Regions from separate parts of the Mus musculus genome. Here region 1 is linked to region 2. The links are chromatin contacts, called in public promoter capture Hi-C maps. All regions are on one chromosome and are shown on one strand. Each heading gives the region's core, a stretch centred on a gene start, on an enhancer-like site or on the middle of the called end of the contact. The rest is flanking DNA. Distances are from core to core; before and after follow the strand shown.

What was found. Promoter capture Hi-C pulls out the DNA fragments that hold promoters and counts their contacts.
Region 1: a promoter capture Hi-C map of hippocampal neurons shows a contact between it and region 2, with 5 times the contacts expected there. The contact joins the promoter of Crispld1 here to the promoter of Trpa1 in region 2. A contact is called at or near these places in 4 of 39 promoter capture datasets (the 3T3-L1 cell line, hippocampal neurons and liver).

Annotation. Positions count from the first base shown.
Region 1 is chr1:17,725,827-17,729,489 of GRCm38.p6, reverse strand. It overlaps Crispld1 (cysteine-rich secretory protein LCCL domain containing 1), which reads right to left and starts at 2,073. Exons shown (of 15, transcript NM_031402.2): 1 at 1,727-2,073; 2 at 576-896. The coding sequence starts at 833. Gm16070 (predicted gene 16070) reads left to right here and starts at 1,844. Exons shown (of 7, transcript NR_130314.1): 1 at 1,844-2,391.
Region 2 is chr1:14,916,805-14,920,222 of GRCm38.p6, reverse strand. Trpa1 (transient receptor potential cation channel, subfamily A, member 1) reads left to right here and starts at 1,361. Exons shown (of 26, transcript NM_001348288.1): 1 at 1,361-1,498. The coding sequence starts at 1,388.

The DNA.
Region 1 (3,663 bases), core at 824-3,323, 2.8 Mb before region 2:
ACTCTTCACTAAGTCTTGGTCTGAGTTGTGTAGCTCCACTATTTATAGGAAGGTCCTAAGAGGCCCTAGAGCATAATCTTTCTACTAAGTAGATTGAAAGTTAACACAGGAGCTGGCCAGATGGCTCAGCCAATAAAGACAAAACCTGAGGTTCAAAGTTGATGACCTGAGTTCATGTGCTAAAAGAGAGAATGACTGCTGAAAGTTGGCCTCTCCACCTCTTCATCATGGCATGTGACCCCCCCCCCCTACACAAAAGAATTAAATGTAAAAAGAGGCATTTAAAGTCGATACAGTAACTATTTAGGAAAGGGGTGACCTACCTTTAAAGCAGAGTTTAGAATACTTAGGAACAGTGGATCTGAAGGTACTTAAGTTTACACTGAAATTGAAAGAGCTCTTAACAACAGAAACATGAACAGATAGTGTGCAGATAAGGATATACTTGAAGAAAATGTTAAAAATTAAAGCAGAATGAGTGGGAAAAGATTAAAGAACAGCATGAATGAGTTTATCTATGCTGCCCTAGGCACCAAGAACATTTCTTTGATATACACCACGTGAACATGTCTTACCATATACTCCATATTAGAAGCTGTTGGGTACACCTGACTTCTCAGTTTATTATGGAGATCCAAGATGCTCTGCATATCATTGTCTGTGATGGCTCTTTTCCCTCTTTGCTTAGCTGTCCACCATTCACCATCCTCATCCATGTATTTTTCCAAAAGTTTCTCCAGCAAAGTGGCATTAGGAACCACCATAGCTGGAACTGCTCTAGCCACAAATAGCAGTGCGGTCACTCTGAGCCACTCCTGTGCCTTACACATCATAATGAATGGCCTCTGGGTTTCCCCGGGGAAAATCTCCAAGACAGGCTCTTCCACTCCTTGTGGCTATAAGACATGTCACACGATTCAGATGAAATTATTTTATGATAGCAAACCCCAACACATAAGCACTCCGGTTTTGAAAATACGTTTTCTATCACCTCCATTTTTCCATAAAGAACTTTTACAATGTGCTGTTGACACAAAATATTTTTCCAAGCTAACCACTAAGCCAAAAGTCGAGGGCAAAAGGAGCCGGGGAAGCTCAAGGCTTGAGAATAATTTCTGAATTACAAGGTTTTAAATGACATACCTTACAATGAGTACTATTTATATAGTGTTTTATTTTTGTCTGGAAGCTTTTACATTCTGCAGAAACTTTCAAGTTTTCTATTTAATTTGCTTTGTTTTATTTTTATTTTTAAAGGCACAATATCCCAGCATTTCATCTCTGGTTCATAGCTATTCATACACGACTCATGCCTGTATTGCTGGTACCTGGAGATGGCCCCGAGGTTCACTGCAAATGAATGGCTCAGGCCCCTGGAGCAACTTTTTTTTTTTCACCCATGTGCAGATGGAAAAATCAATCTTATTCCCATATTCCGGCAAAATTTGTGCCCAACATGTGAATTTAACCCTACCAAGCGCTCTCCTGGAGAACTTCAGAGTATGTCCCTCACATACAACAGGAGGCCAAGGTTCACTTGAACCCTGCGGGGAGGGCGTCCCCAGGACAAGGTGAAATGAAGAGTTCCTGCCCTGCAACCCATCTACCCTTTCTTGGCCAGACCTTTCTCTACAAGTCAGTTTTTCCTAGATGATGTTTCCAAACAGGGAACCAGGAAAACCTGGCAGCTGGACCACTCTGGATGCAGCTTGTGCATCGCCCTTACCTCTCCAGTGTGATGTTCCCCGGAGAGCGGAGCCTGGCAGAACTGCTTGTCTCTGCAGCTGCTCCTTGCCTTGACTCTGCCCTTCACAGAGGCGACAAGGACCAGGCCACCACGGGAGTCAGAGTGAGGAGCTGGCTGACCCCTGGGGACGCGAGCCCCTAGCTCTGCGACTCAAAGCAAACCTGGGAGGAGCAGTGGGCACGGGCTTCAAAGTTAGCAAAGTGCCCCTGAAAGCAGCTCTCAGAGTTGGGCTCCCGGTGTTCCAGAGATCTAGGGTGAGGTGGGACAAAGGAAAAACTCCCCGGGGACCTCCTGCTTCAGCTTGCAGAGCCCTGGCGCCAGGCGCTTCCGCCGCTCCTCAGCACTCGGCATTTATTGAGGTGCCTGCACAGGCACGTGATGCCAGAGCCCTCCTTTACCACCCCCACCTCCACCTCCACCCAGTTCTGGCCTGTGGGAGTCGACTTGCAGCAAGCCAGGATCTTTTGTGGGCGTGCACTGTGCCTTTGTGAGTGGAGGACGGCAAGGTCTGGACCCTGGGGGAAGAGAGCCTCTAGCTTCTCCCACCTCTCTCAGATCAAACACCCTCCCCCTAAGATTCTCTCTGATGGGATGCTGAAATTACTTACAGTCTGGTTGCAAAGGAGCTAGCCCCAGAACTTGAGGTAAGTGGGCATGGAGGTACGCTAAGAACTTCCAGTCTTGTACACACAAAAGGAAATCTAGGGGGTGGGATAAAAAGAGAAACAGGTTTTTTTATTTTTTTCTAATGGATCCCCATTGGTCTCTAGTTTCTAGAAGGAAGAAGTCTTTCTTTGGCTACTAAAGCTTAATGAGGACCAGATGGAGAAAGACTTTCAGAAGACTATTGAAGTGGATATTGCCTGACAGTTGAGACATGTCAGGAAACATGCGGTGTTGGCTTCTGAAAAAGGATCACCAGCATTTGGCATTTGTGAAAATAAGAAGAGTCCTTTAAACAATATATCATTGATAGACTGTCAGAATCTCAAAATTCAGTCCCAGGACAGATACCTGTTTTGCATCCTAGAGTAGGAATTTACTAATTGTAAACTCAAAAAGTATTGCCCTACTGAGTGTGGTGCAGTTTGTACAAGCACACTTTGTTTTGAAGTGGATTATCTAATTCCCCTGCCTTTGCATCGGCTCCTTTGAGAGTCCTCACCTCAAATTTCTGTCTCTATATCTGGAATGTCTCAAAGACCAAATCAGATTGTTCCAACCATTACCTGTCTCTTTCCATTATCCAGCTGCTCTTCTGTAGTCAGACCCCAAAGTCCCTGGTGACATGAATCTTTGTTTCCTAGAATAGCAAAGAATGGGAAGCAGACATATCAGAAAGAGAGCCACACTGAACATTCTCAGGTATAGAGTCACAAGGTTTTTCTTTAGCGTTGTACACACAGAATAGATGCAAATTTGTAGTTTGGGAATATTAATTCATAATTAGTGTCCCTAGCATTCAGGAAATAGGGCTTTTACATCTAAAACAGTCCAGTTTCTGATAAAGGACAGGTGATATAGTAATAGTATAGTATAGTAAAGATGGAGATCATGTCTACATGGAACACTTTATGTGTCATTGAAAAATCATAGAGAGAATTGAGTTAAATCTGTTAAAAGTGATTGCATATTTTTGAAATATTTGAAGAGGAACTTAAATAAAGATGATAAGAAATTTGGTAAGGCAATTATCACATTTAATATAAGAATGGCCTAAATATTCATCATATTAAGCATAAGCCTTCAATAATCTTGCATTTCCAATTTACTATATAAGCTTTTCTTTGATACAGTTCATGTTTTTATTTATTATTGCAACGTCTATTTGTCAACAGAAAGGCACAACTTATCCACATCAAATGAATGTCAAAATGGCACTTTGGTTTATGACTGAAGCAGTCCCTTGTAAAGCC
Region 2 (3,418 bases), core at 112-2,611:
CGATGTAATTCAATTCTCCACGCTTTCCTGGATGCAGCCCAGTGTTGTGTCCCTGTTTTTTGTGGGTTTTAGGGTTTGGTGGTGGTGATCTGTGTTACGTGTGAATCGAATACTCTAGAACCTTAAAATGGCTCAGTTTGGTAAACCAAAATTCTGTTCTTTGCAAACTCAACCCATTTGCGATCTCGCCAAGGACAAACAGCAGCCGCAGTTGCACAGACTCCCTGTGCTGTGTCTAGCCTCATGGCTAGCTGCAGGACTATTGGATGGAGCAGAATACCCTTCTTTGTCCATGGTATACACCTATGCTGTGGAGATGTGAATTCAGGGCAGACTCAGAAAGATAAAGCCCTCAAACAATGCTACCAACAAACCCTCCGCAGATAAACTGCAGCTTCTATTTAACCTGCTATTTTATTAACCATAATGAAAAAACAACCATTTTATTAACTATCTTAAACGTCAAGGCTTAAGGCAGATGAATGCTTTTATCTACAGGAAATGCGGTCTGAGATACAAAGCGACTCAGGCTAGTCTCAATTCTAAGAGGTATTCACTTCATCCTGACAACTGGGAAGAGAAAATTTGCTGAAAATCATACTTCTGATAATTCAAGAGCACCCTCACCCTAACCTCCCGGGAGGTGGGCAGGGGCGGAACAGCCCTAGGGATTTTGTCTTATTGAGCCAATCTCATGTAGTCCAGGCTGAACTCAAACTTGCCACGCAGTCCAGGATGACCTTGGATTTCAGATCTTCCTAGCCCCACGTCCCAAGTACAGGCTTACAGCCTGTTGGATTGCTCGCGGGATCACACTATTATGCCTGGTTTTATGTAATGGAGATGGTGCGCAGGACTTCCTGAAGGTTGGGTAAGCACTTCACAGACTGAGCTATATTCCCAGTCGAACTTCTGGACGTCCAAATGGGGGAAGATTTTACTAAAAATTGCAGATTATATTCTCTCGCCCTACCCCGACCTTTCTCTCTTGTCCACTCCTGCCTCCCTGGCCACTATGAGGGGTTGTTTTTATTTTAATAAATTTGCTGAATCTGCCTCAATTTGCAATTGCTCTGTGATTTCCCTAAAGGGGAGAGTCTGGGGCAGATGCCCACTAGGTTCGTTTTTTTTTTTTTTTTTTTTTTTTTTTTTTTTTTTTTTTGTCTCCAGAGCCCCGCCTGCTACTTCCTCTACAAGTAGCCCAGGCTCGGAAAACTCTTTGCAAAAGTTCCCTCCTACCCTGCAGGCAGAATGGGGCTATAGCTGCAGGGATCTCTCCAGCAGAGCTTAGTTGTAGGTCCCAAGTCCGGCTGCAGCTTCCGGTGCCCTGTCCCTAGGTGCCGCCTTGTGGAGAGCTGCTGCGCCAGCCGGCGTCCAGGTGGAGTCAATGAAGCGCGGCTTGAGGAGGATTCTGCTCCCGGAGGAAAGGAAGGAGGTCCAGGGCGTTGTCTATCGCGGCGTCGGGGAAGACATGGACTGCTCCAAGGAATCCTTTAAGGTACTGGGGAATCGGTGGTCTGGAGCATGCTGGGGCATTGTGAAAGGTGGGAGGCTGGAAATTTCCTTTCGTTCAGTATTCTGCTGCTTTCACACTCAAGTTTATGAAGCACGGAACATGGAAATGGCAGGAGACAGTATCAGGGTACACAGCACCTGTAACTGCTAGCTGTGGTCCTCTATTTTGCTTTCTTGTTTGCATAACTCCATCTTGCCAGGGGATGGATTGGTGCCAGAGAAGATGTTCCCCTGAAGTACTTTTGAAGTTTTACAGAATTGAAATCCATAAAGCCAGGATAAATTTGGAGTGCGTGAAGTCCCTTTTCAACGTTTAAGTAGATTTTTCGTTTGAGCTGAAGTGGAACTGCTGCAGCTGAGAATCTGGTACTCAGCGATCCAACAAGTGTGTTGGGATGGAGAAGCATTTTTATCTAAAAGTGAAAAAGAGAACTCAGCACTTCAAATTGGAGACAAGGAGGCAAGCCCTGCAGCGAGTCCTATTGGGGACTCCACAAGGAGATACCTAGTGAGAAAGGGAGGTCCCGCTGTGATGGGGGCTTCTAGCTCTCAGTTCTCTGGATGTTCTGACCTATTAGAAAGTTGCACTCACTATTTGATGCTGATACTGCGGCCACTCTGAAGGGTAGAGGCAGGCTATTGGACGCCTAGAAAATCATTAGCCTTGAGATAGTAAGAAAGGAAGGGCTTTTATGAAATGGCAAGGTACTATTAACTATGGCTTCTCAATCCCCTCTGACGATTCTTCTGCACCACGGAACCATGTTAACCTTATTTTTTTGCGGGGGGGGGGGAGGAAAACGAAATGCTTGTACAAGCACAAACTTTTATAGAGCTTTCTTTAACTTGCAAAGATATGAGCTTACAGAGCTCTTGCTTTGATTCACACATGAAGTAAATTATTAGAATACATTTCAATTCAGTACTTGGAATTTACCTCTTTTTTAAAATAACCGCTTCACAGCATTTCATTATGTGGACTACATCATGATTTATTTAACTACCTATGTACTGATACACACTTAGGTCATTTTTGTTTGTTGGTTGTGTTCTCTATTTTATTTAGCTTCGATGTTTTTAATCTATGACTGTAAATGTGCTCTCAGTTTGGCTGTCTATTGGTAGCTTGGTCCAGAGCAAGAGGTGAGAGGTAAGCATAGCTTTAGGTCTGGCAGACATTATCCAACTGCTTTCTATGTAGATACCACTGCGAATGTGAGTCAAATGCATCCTACCTCACACAAACCTGTACCCCCCCCCCCACCAGATTTAACACAGGTGTCTGTCCCACGTCAGCTTAGCATATTAACCATGGCGTTTGCTGTAGTAGGAAGAACCACATGATGACTGAATTTCAATACTAGGATGAAATCGTTATAATTAATGTGGGACAGAAAGAAATTTCTTAAAATTTTTTTCAAATCTCAATTTGAAAAAAAAATCCCTCATGTAAGTTGTTTTATACAAATTTGTGGAAGAAACTTTAGTATCTTTAGTTTTATCGATTAAGTCAAGAAATTAACTCAAGTTAATACCTTTTAATAGTATTTTGGGATTTAACTATACTTTTATCTTGGTTCTCTTTCCTTTTGGATCTTATTCTGATTAGACAAATTTTATTCAAGCAAACTAAAGCAGATCGGTCTGAAGTCTCTAATTTGAAGGGCTTAATTTAGAACTAACTTCTCTAAAAATGATCTAGAGCCTGTTGTCTTGAATATAATCACAGAACTCAGAATTCAAGAGCTTAGGGATTATTCAGATCAGAAGCTACTAAACTGACTGAATTTATGTGTTTAGGGTTAAATATGTAAAATAGAAAGGTTTTACATATTTTACACATTACACCAGAGGGTTAAATATGTAAAATAGAAAGAAATAATGAAACCACATGGCAGTTCTG